Regions from separate parts of the Mus musculus genome. Here all the other regions are linked to region 3. A link is a contact called in public ChIA-PET and Hi-C data. All regions are on one chromosome and are shown on one strand. The core of a region is the stretch at or near the end of the contact, and the rest is flanking DNA. Distances in the headings are between cores, read along the strand shown.

Evidence for each region. A called contact is a pair of places that touch in the nucleus more often than the background predicts. ChIA-PET counts read pairs in DNA pulled down with a chosen protein or histone mark.
Region 1: a contact with region 3 is called in an H3K27ac ChIA-PET map of liver, with 7 times the contacts expected there. The contact joins two enhancer-like sites. A contact is called at or near these places in 3 of 115 datasets of contacts at active chromatin or transcription factors (intestinal villus epithelium, kidney and liver) and 1 of 9 other capture datasets (embryonic trunk).
Region 2: a contact with region 3 is called in a Hi-C map of liver, with 2.8 times the contacts expected there. The contact joins two enhancer-like sites. A contact is called at or near these places in 3 of 484 Hi-C or Micro-C datasets (liver and nephron progenitors) and 2 of 115 datasets of contacts at active chromatin or transcription factors (kidney and liver).

Annotation. Positions count from the first base shown.
Region 1 is chr14:46,200,213-46,204,459 of GRCm38.p6, forward strand. No RefSeq gene overlaps it. Among named protein-coding and RNA genes, the nearest start is that of Gm34499, 19 kb to the right of the region's middle. Within about 2 kb of position 2,824, at least 3 of the 459 cell types and tissues checked have an H3K27ac peak or open chromatin away from gene starts, as enhancers often do. A contact at or near this core is called in liver, where this site is marked.
Region 2 is chr14:46,257,378-46,262,169 of GRCm38.p6, forward strand. No RefSeq gene overlaps it. Among named protein-coding and RNA genes, the nearest start is that of Gm34499, 39 kb to the left of the region's middle. Within about 2 kb of position 3,149, at least 8 of the 459 cell types and tissues checked have an H3K27ac peak or open chromatin away from gene starts, as enhancers often do. A contact at or near this core is called in liver, where this site is marked.
Region 3 is chr14:46,015,237-46,019,637 of GRCm38.p6, forward strand. No RefSeq gene overlaps it. Among named protein-coding and RNA genes, the nearest start is that of Gm34499, 200 kb to the right of the region's middle. Within about 2 kb of position 2,290, at least 18 of the 459 cell types and tissues checked have an H3K27ac peak or open chromatin away from gene starts, as enhancers often do. A contact at or near this core is called in liver, where this site is marked.

The sequences.
Region 1 (4,247 bases), core at 1,574-4,073, 190 kb after region 3:
TAGAGGCATTTGGAGAAAGGATGTGTGGGTGTCTCTCCTGGATCAGAAATGGACTGCATATAGGGACAAGCTATGAAAGAATAACTCTAGAGCTACAAAAGGATCATCCAAAGGAAACAGACAGTTTCTCAGAAAATTTGGAAGTAGTTGTAAATAACCCTAACAAATAGAATGACATGAGATTCCCAGTGGTGGACATTTCTGAGGTAGCAAGAAGATTGATGGGGGAAATCACCAGCTTTAAGTACAGTGATCAAATTAGGATATTTTGGAGTGAAAATTAGTCACTGCAAAGAATTATTCTGTGCCCTGGCCCCACAGCAGGCAACGTGAAAAGTATTCTCATCCTACTTTCAACTATAAGCCCCAGAGAGCCTCATGCCAAAGGTCTCCATCATTGGCTACTTAAGATTCGGTCCTGTCGCACTCAGCTACACCATTCAGGGATGAGAGATCTTCTTACAGAGAAGCAAGCAACTTCCTTTTCTATCCCTAATGGTTATTTCATTTTAAAACCTAGGCTTTTGTAAGTTAATCTTTTGCTTCTAATTTCTGATTTCACTGCAATATATTTTAAGATCGGTCTTTTGACATGAAGTTGAGATCTCTCAGATTATTACAAAATAAACTTTCGTAGATTCTGCCTTTATACTAGAAAACCCGAATTTCTTCCTGGTCAAAAGGCCATTATAGTAGCCTGAACTTACTAATTATGTTTTTCAGATCTTAAAGATGTCTGCTTTATAAAGCCAGCCTCGATCTGTTATTTCCTGAATAACACACTTTGAAACTTCCAGCAAAAATTGCAGGTTGTTATTTCTCTGCCATTCTGATGTTGTTACTTTGTATCTCTTGAAACTATATTGCTAGGTGCACACACAATTATGTCAGGGAACTTCTTCAAAGAAAGTAGAGAGAGCTGACAATTGTCCTTCAAAGGGATAAAGAACAGATGAAGAGCTGACTTCTGGGCAATGCTAATGAAAACCAAATGACAGAGTATCCTCAAAAGAACTAGAGAAAATAACTACAAACTTAGAATTTTACTTCCAGTGAAATTATCTTTCAAAGTGAATACAAAATAAAGACATTTTCATAAAATAAAACGGAGTGCTAGCTACCAACTTAACCAGAGGAAGCCTTCCTGTATCTCTAGCAGAGCAATGTTCTAACATGGAAAGTATTGGATGCAGAAAACCAAAAGAGAATTTAATAAATGTATGCACTGACACAAACATTGGGAGCATAAGCAATAGTAGTGTCTTGCATATTCTAGAAAAAAAAATAATACTCAAATGCTCTATTACAAAGACACAGGGTAAGCTATCATCAAAGATAAGCTATTGTGAGATATTTATATTATTTGGATGGATAATAAATGTATTTTGCAAATTAAATCTTGTAAAATTTTAAAATGAGGACTAAATATTTTCAAGTAACTAAAGGAGTAAAATATAACATCCCAAGCTAAATAAAGAGAAAAAATATGGAAAAAACTATTTAGACATGCAAACATGCAAATGTCAAAGCCCCAGTGACACACCTGCTCCAACAAGACCACACCTCCTAATCCTTCCCAAATAGTTCCACCAACTGGGAACCAAGTATTCAAACATAGGAGCTTGTGGGAGCCATTCTCATTCCAACCACCACAGTTGCAGACAAGGGAAGAATACATGTTCTTACTGTGTCCTTCAGCACAGTACTAGAAGTTCTGGCCATTGAAGTCAAACAACAAAAGGAAATAAAAGGTACCTACGTCTAAAAGTGAGAAATCGGACTGTTCCTATTTACAGAAGACACTGTAGCCTACATGAAAAGTTTAAACACTTCTTTTTAAAAAGTGTCCATGGAAGTTGGACGGCTAAACAGGGTGGTCAGCTTGCCTGGATTCAGAATCACCACCGAACCACAGGTGGGTATGTCTCTGGGGGTGTTCTCAGAAAGGTCTTAAGGCTTTAACTGAGGGTATCAGTTTAACTGTGGCTCATATCATTCCATGGGACGGGGCTCTGGATGAAATACAAAGCTGAATTTGAGCTGAGCACCAGCATCCACTTCTCGCTGCTTCCTGAGTTTGGATTTAATGTAACCAGCCACCTCCAGCTCCTGCCACTGTGTCTCTCCTTCCGTGGTGGGATGTGCACTCACCTGTAAGCCAAACGGAACCCTTCTTCCTTAAACTGCATGCCAGGTGTTTTTTTGTTTTGTTTTGTTTTGTTTTTGTTTTTGTTTTTTTTTTTTTGACAGCAAGAGCAACTACTACAGAAGTAACACATAGTTTAGAAACTGGAGCAGGATGTAAATGTTCTGCCTTGGGTGTGGTTTGTTCTCCAAAGTTTCATGAGCTGGTAGCATGATCCCCAGCATGGTGATGGTAAGAAAACATAAAGCCTTTGAGAGACAACATCTAGGAAAAACTAATTAGATTGGAAGGCCATTGCCTCTGAAAGAGATGAACTCTGATCTTATATAAAGTGAGTTAGCTCTAAAAGAATAGGCTATTACAATATGAATGCAGACTAGAGAAATGACTACATAGCTAAGAGCCCTTTTTGCTCTTGCAGAGAACCGTGGTTCAATTCCCAGCACCCACATGGTAGCTCATAACCATCTATATCACCTGTTCTCAGGGATCTGACACTGGTTTCTGACCTCCTCAGGGACCACATGCACATGGGACATTTACATACATGCAGGGGAAACATCCACACAAGCAAAGTAAAATAAGTCATTTATTTTAGAAGAATCAAGCATGTCCTCCCTGCATGCTTGGTCAGTTAGGAACACAGACCTCTGTCCTTTGCTCCACTTGGCTGTCACCCAACAGAGTCCTCACCAACGTCAAAAGAGAAACAGAGCTGCCCGATTTTACATGTTTAGCCTCTAAAACTGTCAGCTAATTAACACCCTTTCTTCAAAATTACTCAGATTTGGAGACATTGATAAAACAAAACAAAGCGACACAAAAAGTCACTTCTGCTTCTATGAACCAGTAACAGCGTACACGAGGACAGACGAAAAGCATGGTGTTATTTGCACCTTTTCAAAATAAAGAAACCCTTAGTGAGGCCTCACAACCAAAACAGATTTTCATGCTAATGAGTGAAATTTAAAAATACCTAGGTAGTTAGAGAAACATTTAATAGTAGATAGATCTCTCAAAATCAATATATAGTAAAGATTTCAACCCCTCCCCCAAAAGTGATATATATGTTTACCATAAGCTTTATAAAAACCTTGAGGGGAGGTAGATATTTACCAAATTGTCATAAAATTTATATTCAATGTTAAGAGAAACTAAAACATGTTGAAAGAGGAGGAGGAGAGGGAGAAGAGTCGCCTTTTCTGAGTCAAGACCCACTAGTTATAGTAATCAACCTTATACAGATCAAATTCTAAAAATCTAGAAATGGCCACTGAAGTGCAGCCAACTGAGTTTCAACAAAGGTTAAAACATAGGTGGAAGAAGGGTGTTGTTTTTCATAAATGTTATAGAAGCCATTAGTCATCCATAGGTTAAAAACATATAAATTAAATAGGATATCTGAAAATTAAGTCATCAACTCAAATGATCATAAATGTAGTGTAAAACAGAAAACTAGAGGGGTTGGAGTGATGGCTCAGTGGTTAGATCACTTGTTGCCCTTCCAGAGGACCCAGGTTTGAGTCCCAGCACCTATATAGAGGCTCACAATCATTTATTATTCAAGTCCCAATGCCCTTTTCTGATCCCTGGGAGCACCAGGCATGTTCATGATACACAGATATATATTCACGCAAAACACTCATACACCTAAACTAAAACAAATAAACCATAACATGATAAAAATAAACGATACAATGATTTTTCAAAAATAGCAGAGCAGAAAGTCTTCTAAACTCAGGGCTTGAAGAACTGCATGTAGGCATAAAACATAAGCAAAATCCATTAGACCAAAGTATGTTATGCTGGACTTGATTGAAATTAAATGTTTTATTAAAAGGAGAAAAGACAGCTGGGCTGGTGGTGTACACCTCTAATCCTATCACTTGTGGGGGGGGGCATAGGCAGGTGGATCTCTGAGATTTTAAGACCAGCATGATCTACATACAGAGTGAGTTCCAGGACAGCCACCGCTACATGGAGAAACCCTGTCTCAGAAAAAAACAGAGTCAGGCTAGAGTGATAAGGAGAGAGGTGGGGAGGTGGCTGGAAGAAAGTATTTACAAACAACATATCTAGCAAGCACTAGACTACATAAAGA
Region 2 (4,792 bases), core at 1,899-4,398, 240 kb after region 3:
ATGGACTCAGCAACATGGCACAGGGGAAAACTTCTGAAAGACTCAGAATCCAGCAACACCAAGGCTGTGAGTCGGAACCTGCACGTTAGTCAGACCCACAAGCTAGTTCTACTCAAGTTCCATTTTGAGACGCTTCCTCTAATAACTCCCAGACAGGCCAAGGCACCTGGCCCTCTGCCACCCTCCCACTCATCCAGTGCCTGATGCCTCCAGACCTCATCTGTCATATATAAAAGCCAGACAGTTGTCACTATGAAACATTTAAGACATGTTCTCAGGCTTAACACACAAAAGCCAAAGTAAACTTAGTTTGTTCATATCAATTACATATTGAAGTGAAAGTCTTGATATAAGGGATTAAATAAAATCCTACTAAAAAATAGCATTGCCTGCTTCTGGTTTATTTATTTATTTATTTATTTATTTTTGTGGCTACTAGAATTTAAAATCCTATACACAGCTTGTATTTGTGACTTGGATTGTATTTTCATTGGCCTGTTCTCTATAGACTCCGACCCCTGCCTCCCCATCTGACACTGAATAGCCCATGTATCCATCACAGAGAGAGGCAGCTTCCTGGTCTACAGTGATCATCCCTGATAAGACTTGTCAGTGACAAGCCTGCCATTCTGGCCGGCTCTGTCAGGTTGCTAACAATCTAATGAAAGGGAATTGTTTTGTTTTGTTTTGTTTTGTTTTTTAAAAATCCAAGATTAGATTTTCTTATGGTTTGCAAAAGGGCTATAAATAGAAGAAAGGGTATTGGTGAACAAATTCTGGTTGTATCTTTAATGTTCAATGCTCTCTAAGACTTTGGCCTCAACCTGCATCTGTACTGTCTGTCTGGGCCAAAACCCGTATCTCCAGTATCTGTCTTAGCAGTTCCTTACCTAAAACTGGGAAGTTCAAACTAAAGATCTTTAAAATACTAGAAAACCCAGTATTTCCTTTAGTTACATTTGTGTAGACTCACTGTCACTCCGGTTGGGTCATAAGTATCTCATAGGCACGTGATTAATTTTATGATCCCACCTACAGCAATGACTGGGCACAATATCTCAGCAAGCACATTGACCATGACTTCTATCCCAAAGGATGAAGCACTTGTCCAGGCAGATCTGAGCTTTGGGGAAGATTAAAAAAATATGAGAAAAACAAACAAACAAAAATAGAGCAATACTGAACTCTCCAAACTGTTGCCCTTTGAGAAAACGATGCTTTCTTTTACTTATCTGTATGTGCACATTTGTTTTTAAAGTGGACCATCTGACTGCTCCCTGAGAAACCGTGGTTAAACATTTCTTTATGCAAAACAAAGAATGTTGAGTAGTTAAATATTGTACCTCAGAGGCTAAAGTTGAGAGGGGTTTTGTTTTGCTTTCTATACTATGACCATTTAAAGGAGAAAACGAAGTGTCAATGTTCAAAAGATTTCCAGTTCTGAAAAAAAAAATCCTACAACCTGTGAAAGAATAACGATACATCTTCAGTGGTTTAGTTAGATCAACACACATGGTTTACACATCGTCTGTGAGTGCTGAATGAGCTCACGGTCTTCACGGAGAACCTACTAAGTGGGAGGAGAACATGAAGGCGATGAAAGAGCGGCCCCTTCTCAACCAACTCCAGCCTTGCTGAAGGAAGCCAAAGTAAACTGAAGAGGACTTTGTGATTGTCCATAAAAACTAAACACTAGCTAAGCTCCTATTATATGCATTCTGCCCAGGAAGTCCTAGTACAGGCCCTCTCCACACATGTTCAAAGTGAGATTCAATTAGAACCCCTAGGAGGTTCAAGCAGTTATAGAACTGTTTGAAGAGGAAGGAAGGCTGGAGAGAGAACTACCAGGTACTTGGAAACCTAGGCTACACATCACCTGAAGTGAGAAAGAGAAAGGTAAAAACCAGAGAAAAGAGCATCTGAAATCTGCCTGGAGTCCCCAGCTGCACAAGTGGCTTTGAGGTCAAGCTCTATATCCGTTCTTCTGGCTCCTCCAGATCCTTCACTGGAGGGGAGCTCCGGAGGCACCAGAGGGTGTGCACTTGCATCTTGCACACATGGGTTTCCAAAGCACTCATTCACTAAATACCAGGTGACTGGGCTCCTACAGACCTGCAGCCCAGGCTTGTCTCCAGAGCTCTGTGGCAAGCTATTGCTCTTCCTCACTAAGACTAAGTTTCCCCATCTGTCAAGTGGAAATGTAAATGCCATCTAGCTACATTCTTGTTTGATAGACAAAGAATAATCTACATATGTAGTATGCACTCAGCTAATACAAAACAAAACAAACAAACAAAAATCAAGCAATGGGCTCTTGAAGAACTCACCAATAGGAACAAATAAAAACAAAGTGATGATATGTCAGAGAGGGACCGTCTAAGAACACAAGCCAAAGGCTGGGCTTGCTAGTCCCTTCTCTCCTGCTTGCTAACACCAGCTGGCAATAAGAAAGGTCTTCAGTAGAATGTGCCATTTGCCTCTTTGCTGACCTCTCATTCCTTAACCCTGATTCCTGGTATCCCCTTTGGTCTGAAAGCGTGGCTTCACTCCAGAGATTTCTTGGTGCTGCCATGGCTCATCCAACTACAATCGCCCTTGCTGACCACTGTCCATGGGGCAGGCTTCATTAACGTTCACTCAAAAGACCCTAGGAAGTGAAATGCAGCCGAATGTTGGGGACCTTAACCTTAACTTAATCTTGAGTGATATGACTTAGCCAGCATATCATTGCCACATCCACCAGGGAACAAACTATATTGCTGCTAAGTGGTCAGAATCAGCCAGTGAGGCACCCACTAGGCTTCCACTGCACATAGATGAGCCATGGCAGCACCAAGAAATCTCTGGAGTGAAGCCACGCTTTCAGACCAAAGGGGATACCAGGAATCAGGGGTAAGGAATGAGAGGTCAGCAAAGAGGCGAATGGCACATTCTACTGAAGACCTTTCTTATTGCCAGCTGGTGTTAGCAAGCAGGAGAGAAGAGACTAGCAAGGTATTACACACACACACACACACACACACACACACACACACACACACACACTTCTGAAAGTGGGGAAATCAGCATAGCACTGTCTCAGGCTGTGGTCATGATTTTCTGTTAATATTAAGTGAAAGTGTTCCATAGTTCTCTTGACCGAGATGGGTAAGGTTCAAACTCCACTAACACAGAAACCAGGGCTCCGAAAGGGCTAGTCAGACTAAGGAGGCTGGAATGAACACAGCATGGTTTCTCCTAGCTAGCAACCAGCCCCTTTTCCTTGCCAGTACCCCCGATTTCTATGTAAACAGTACTCTGTGCCTCCCCTCACCTAAGTCCTGAAAGGCTGGATTTCATTTGCATATTTGAAGGACACAAAGGTGCCAGGCTTCTGCAGTTAGCAGATTCCAAACCTCCAGTGAGAGGTGAGAGTCACTGGCTCAGGGACCACAAGTGATCCCAGTTGGACCATTCTGATCAAGAGCTGGAGACTGAGTGATTGAACTAAGAAAAGGAGGGAGGGAGGGAGGAAGGGGGTCTGCTGGGATTGAATTTGCCAGGAAAGCATTAGGCACAACCCACTTTGTGAAGAAAGTTAGAATCCTTAATGTCAGTCTGGATCCTTCAACATTCAAAGGCCCACTCCTAAACTTGACCTGTGAACAAGTCAATGATTCTTCTTTTCACTCATGTAAATTAAGACATTTGCTACTCAAGAGAAAGATGCTGCCTAAGTAAGAGACATGTGTAGATAAAAGACCACAGATACTGCTACCAACTCACACCTAGAGCAAACAGATTTTGTGACTATAAGTAACAGGAGATTTGGGTGAGAGAGAGAAGATGGTTCCTGTTGGCGTTTTTGTCTAAGCTCTGCCCCACAATTACCTGGCAATGACCAGGTATGCCTGACTCACTATAAAAAGGGTTGCTTGTCTCCTCCTCTCTCTCTTGCTCTTTCCTTCTTGTTCCTGCTCTGTCCTCTCGCCCCTTCCCCCCTTTCTTCCCTTTCCCCTCCTTCTCTCTCTCCACTTGCTCATGCCCAGTTTCTTCCTCTCCTCTCCTCTCCTCTCCCCTCTCCTCTCCCCCCCTCTGCCTTTCTCTGTCTCTTATTACCCTCTCAACTCCTCTCTCCATGCCCTGAATAAACTATTCTATACTCTATGATCTGCCCTGAGGCTGGTCCCTCAGGGCCAAGGGATGCCTCAGCATGGGTCTGCAGAGGCTCCCCTTCCCCCACACCTGACTGTACATCTACCAATCATATTCCCTCTCTCTTTATCTTTTTATAAACACAACAGCTCTCAATTCATGACCAGAACAAATGACGGATTGAGAAGGAAATTAAAACAAAAAACAAAACAAAACAAACAAACAAACAAAAACCCACCTCACTATTGGGGGCTTTAACAATGAGGATACTCACCAGACGAGAATGGTATTGGAATGTAGACTCTCTGAAAAATAGCCTGAATGTGAGAACAGAGGACAAGAAAATAAATGTGTCCCTGAAGTGAAGAGGAGAGAGTTAGAAGGAACTCAATTCCCACAGATAAGAAAAGTGAGGTAGGATTTAAACAGCATAAAGCATTCCTGTGTGGAGCACTGTTAGGGTAATATTCAGCAGGAAGGGGCACTAAGGTCAAGAGTTTTGTTTCAACATCTAAGCTAGGCTAGCACTTGATGGACAATCAATCTGAAATAGTCTGGTTTCATTGGTATCTGTGGGACTTTTGGGAAATTCCCAGCAGGGCAAAGCTTCATAATGTTCACAACTAAGGCATCATGACTGACAAAGGAGGAAGCAACC
Region 3 (4,401 bases), core at 1,040-3,539:
AGGACCATTGTACAATGAATGGCCAGACTTTGTTCCTAATAGGTAAGCTGCAGGTCCATGGGCATTTGTGCGTGGTGAGTGTGTCTTTGTATGTATGGTGTTCCTTCAACTTCATCCTGAACCTATGCTAGGAGATGAGTTAGGAGGGCACTCAGAATGAGGGCTGACAACTTTAAAACCAAGTAGTTTAATCATTAAGGCTTTATCCACATGCTGCTAGTCTGACCTGAGGAGACTAGTTGGGTCCTAGAGATTCAGTTATTCACATGGCCAATAACTCAGCCAATTGCTCCTGAGTCAAAACTCTGGACTGCTGTGCCACAGGTGAGTTTCCAAGCTGGTGATACACACTAAAGAATGTGGAAGGTAGGGTCCTGATGACGTGGATAGCCCACATTTAGGAATCTTCTAGAGCTATTATATCCCTATGTTGCAGATCCTGATTTGTAGCTTTTCTACATAGCCAAAATTGTAAGTATAGTGTTTCCTGAGCTCTGAAAGTTGTTCAGTTGAATTGCTGGTCCTGGAGGAGACATGGGAATCCAGGGACTGATAGCTGGTTAATCAGAAATGCAGGTGGCCTGATAATCTCAGAGCTTGTGGCTGGGTGTCCACAGGGAGGGCATCCTCTCAGAGGACTGTACTCTAGACCTGTGGAATTTGACCTGGCTCAGTAGTTAGTGTAGGAATTACCTTGCAAAGCTCATAATAGGAAATCCACTACTATTGACAAAATCAAGTCAGACGTGGGGTGCAGGGAGGGGGCACTTTACCAAGGATTAGACTCAGAGAGAGAACACCAGAAGAGGCAGGTTATAAGTATCTGGGCTCCTTCAGAAAGTATTTTGTAGGCATCACTCCCTGGGGGGGAGGAGTAGACTGCATTATTTTATTTATGAGTTGATAAAAGTAAACACAAGCCACAACAAATCAACCAACCTTGACTCGTGGCTCACCTGACATTTTCCAACTCCATTAACTTTGGAAAAATTGCAACTCTTCATGACCTTTGTTTCCCCGGATTCAGCAGAACCCAGGCGAGTCCCCGTTTCTAAGGCGTTGTGATTATACAGGATGAACATGCATTCTGAAAAGTACTAGGTCAATAAAGTAGTCTCCAAAAGCAAATTTGACTTGGATGTTCACATAGATATGAACAAATGTTTAAGTATCTGCCACATGCTATGTGCTAGGCTGGGCTTTGAAGAACCAGGGTTAATGAGATGTGCACTGTTTCCGCTTGAAGCCCATCATCATCCCCTTAATGCTGCAGCGATGGAGTCAGCCTCTTATTATTTCCAAAGAGATCGCAATGAAGGAAGCAAACTGCGGGAAGGGGGCTAGATCAAAGAGCTAGCGGATTATCTGCATGGGGGTGGAAAAGGCTGGGGATGAGCCTTGTCTTACTGCTGGGAGAACAGAAATTGACTGAAGATGGAATGCAATGGTCTATGAGAGTCCAGCAGCTTTGGCAGGGTGTAACAATCACGTGAAGCAAGTCCCAACAGCAGGATGCATGAGAATATTACACACAAGTAATAAGGGGCAAAAGTCATACTGATAGAGTTGGGAGAGGTTAAGCAAGAAAGAAGATGAGAGGGACTAGATAAGGCAGCATAAACACAGCCAAAGATAGGCTAGTGTGGACGCAGGGATCTCTAGAGCCACTGGGGGGGACTTTGTGTTCATATAGAATTCACCCTGCACTTCTCAGGCAGCCTCTCAGCCTAGGAATAGGCCTCCAGGAAGGTTCTGGCACTCTAGTGGGGTTGAGAACTTCTAGTTTATCCAGCTGTCAGAGGATGATGGTTGCTAATTACACAGAGGGACGCAGCTGGTATCGACAATTACCCTTTTATTGTACCAATATGCTGATAGGACATTGTTTCAGATAAACCAGCTTAGTTTCTACAATGGTGGATTTACAGCCTTGAGTTTGTTTTTTTCCATCTGTGAATTTTCATCCTCAGCTCTTGTTGGCATCTGAAATCTTGGTAAGTTGGGAGGTAATATGTGCTTTTCTTTTAGTTCTCTCTCTCTCTCTTTCTCTCTCTCTCTTTGAGTGGGAGGTCAGCTCTGCCTCATACAGCAAAGTGAAATCAGTTGGATGCTGTTGGTGAAATCTCAAGGATGGCATGGAAGCTAAATTTTAACCGTTAAAATCATTTGAGCTAACCAAATCAACAATAAATCACAAACTCCAGATTTTTGTTTAAAGGGGAGGAGACCAAGCCAGTGGATGTGCAAATTAGCCAGGCCACGACTTGCTGGCTCTCGTTCACTTTGTAAACAAAAGCAGGCCTGAATTCAATCAAACATTACTTGTTAAAGTAAACTCACAAAAAGCTGGTGAGAATTAAAGTAGAACAGAAGATGGCTTTAATAATTTCATTCTCCAGCTCTTAGCTGAAAATAAAAAAAAAAAACCCACCATTCTGATCTGTGGGGCGTGTTCTTCCCCTCAAAACATTAAACAGCATCTCAGTGGGGTTATTCATGTATTTAAAAATGTTACCTGTGGCACTGGGTGAATGACTTCTGAACTCTACATCTGTGGATTTGGTGATATTCTGGTAAGCTTTTAGAAGCTGCATCGAGGGAAGAAACGGGATTGATTGGCTAGCTGAAGGTCTCATTGATTGACAGATAACACATATCTGGTATGCCACACTTGTTTGAAGTGACACCGGGAGATTAGTTATTTCTAGACTCTTTGCTTTGGTCTTTAATCTATGCAGAGCTGTTGAGCTTCCTCTTAAAACTGAGTAATGCCTGAGGGCTTTTGCTCTATGAACTGAAAAATAAGTGGACCATGGTCTTATCCCTCCCCTTCGCCCCTACCCCACTCCCTCCACATAAAGTGTTCTGCTGAGGTTTGGATTCTCAGAGAGGAGCAACAGGAGTACTACCCGAAACCCCGGAAAAGGCAAGTCCAGAGGTTAAATAAAAGTCCAGGCTTTGCCCTACAAGTGCCAGGGCCATGGAAGGAGAATTGAACTTCAGGACAGTGTGCCAGGTCGGGGTTCATACACAGAACCAGAGTTTTCTGTTGGGGCAAGAGGTATAGCTCCCAGTCGTCCACCTGAGCTGTAGCAAGCCTGAGACCCCTTCCACCTGCGAGCTTGAGTGGCCTTCCAGAACCTTAAGATGAATCGACTCATTTCAGGACTGGCCTGTTGATGAGGAAATTCTACCCACCCCAGAAGGTCTCCAGAGAATCCTCCCTGCTTCCTTGCTTTTCTATGTTCTCTGCATTGTTGACAGCGAGGCAGACACAAAATATATTTAGCCTGAAAGATAACACACAGTAACACCATAACAGTGCAGAGAGCGAGCGGGTGAGACCAGACAGGTGCAGTGCACGTCGAGCGAAACCAAAGCAGTAAGAAGCTCTTTGTTCTGGTATGGACTCCAGGAGGCAAACCTCTCCGTGGCCTCATTGAATCAGCCAACACCAACAGTGAACAGCTCGGGAGAACCCCAGGCTGCAGCTTCTTGGCCTGAGTCTGTACTCAGGCGTACCAGTTAGTCATAGAATAACTACTATACGGCCTTGAAGCTTTTACGCACCTGAAGAGGATTCACTTACCGCTTAGTGATGACTGAGAAGTAATTACCACTTGATTGTTAATAATTACCAATTGCAGGCCTATGTGATGACGGTGAACTAAAGGAAGCCTGCTTACAATTTCTTCTGGTCCTGTTGAGGGCTTCTTTCCAAACCACTATGGGAATAGAAACCATGGGGCCCATCCTTTTAGCTATTACCGAGGTTGAGAGAGGACCTATCTCCCTCTTTTTTTTAATCCTCGTTCTTGAAGTTGATGGCTCTGTTTTGAGAACCCCCAAATGGTCATTTTCCCTCCTGGTACTTGAAGATGGCTTTGACCCAACAGTTAACTATAGTGATTGTGCTGGCAAAGGTATTTGGCCTCCCATTCACCTAGCAGAGGGAGGGAAGGTGGGCCTGTATTACTCTCAGGGAGGTCAGGACCCCTGAGTTTTTCCATGTTAAACCTCAGGTTTTCCTCTTTTGTGTCTCTCCCCCTGCCTAGAGACTCAGCACGTCACTTTTCCTAGTGTACATTGTTTGTCTGAAAACACACCTGGAGAGCTGCCTGGTTTGGGAATGACTTAAATTACAAAAAAAGCACAGCTGTCTCTAACAGCTCTAGGAGTTCATGCAACGAGCCTACAATTTATTGAGCAGGATTAGATGCTTATTGCCTATGACACTTTAAATACCATTACATTGAAGTTTATACAAGAAAGTCCAAGTTTAAAACTGGGATCCTAGCAGTAACAGCTGGGCCATTTGTTTATGTGATGGGCAGGAAGGGGAGACTTCTGTAATCTTTGTGTTTGGCTTCAGGATTCTGCTTGGGTGGGGGCAGGCGAATG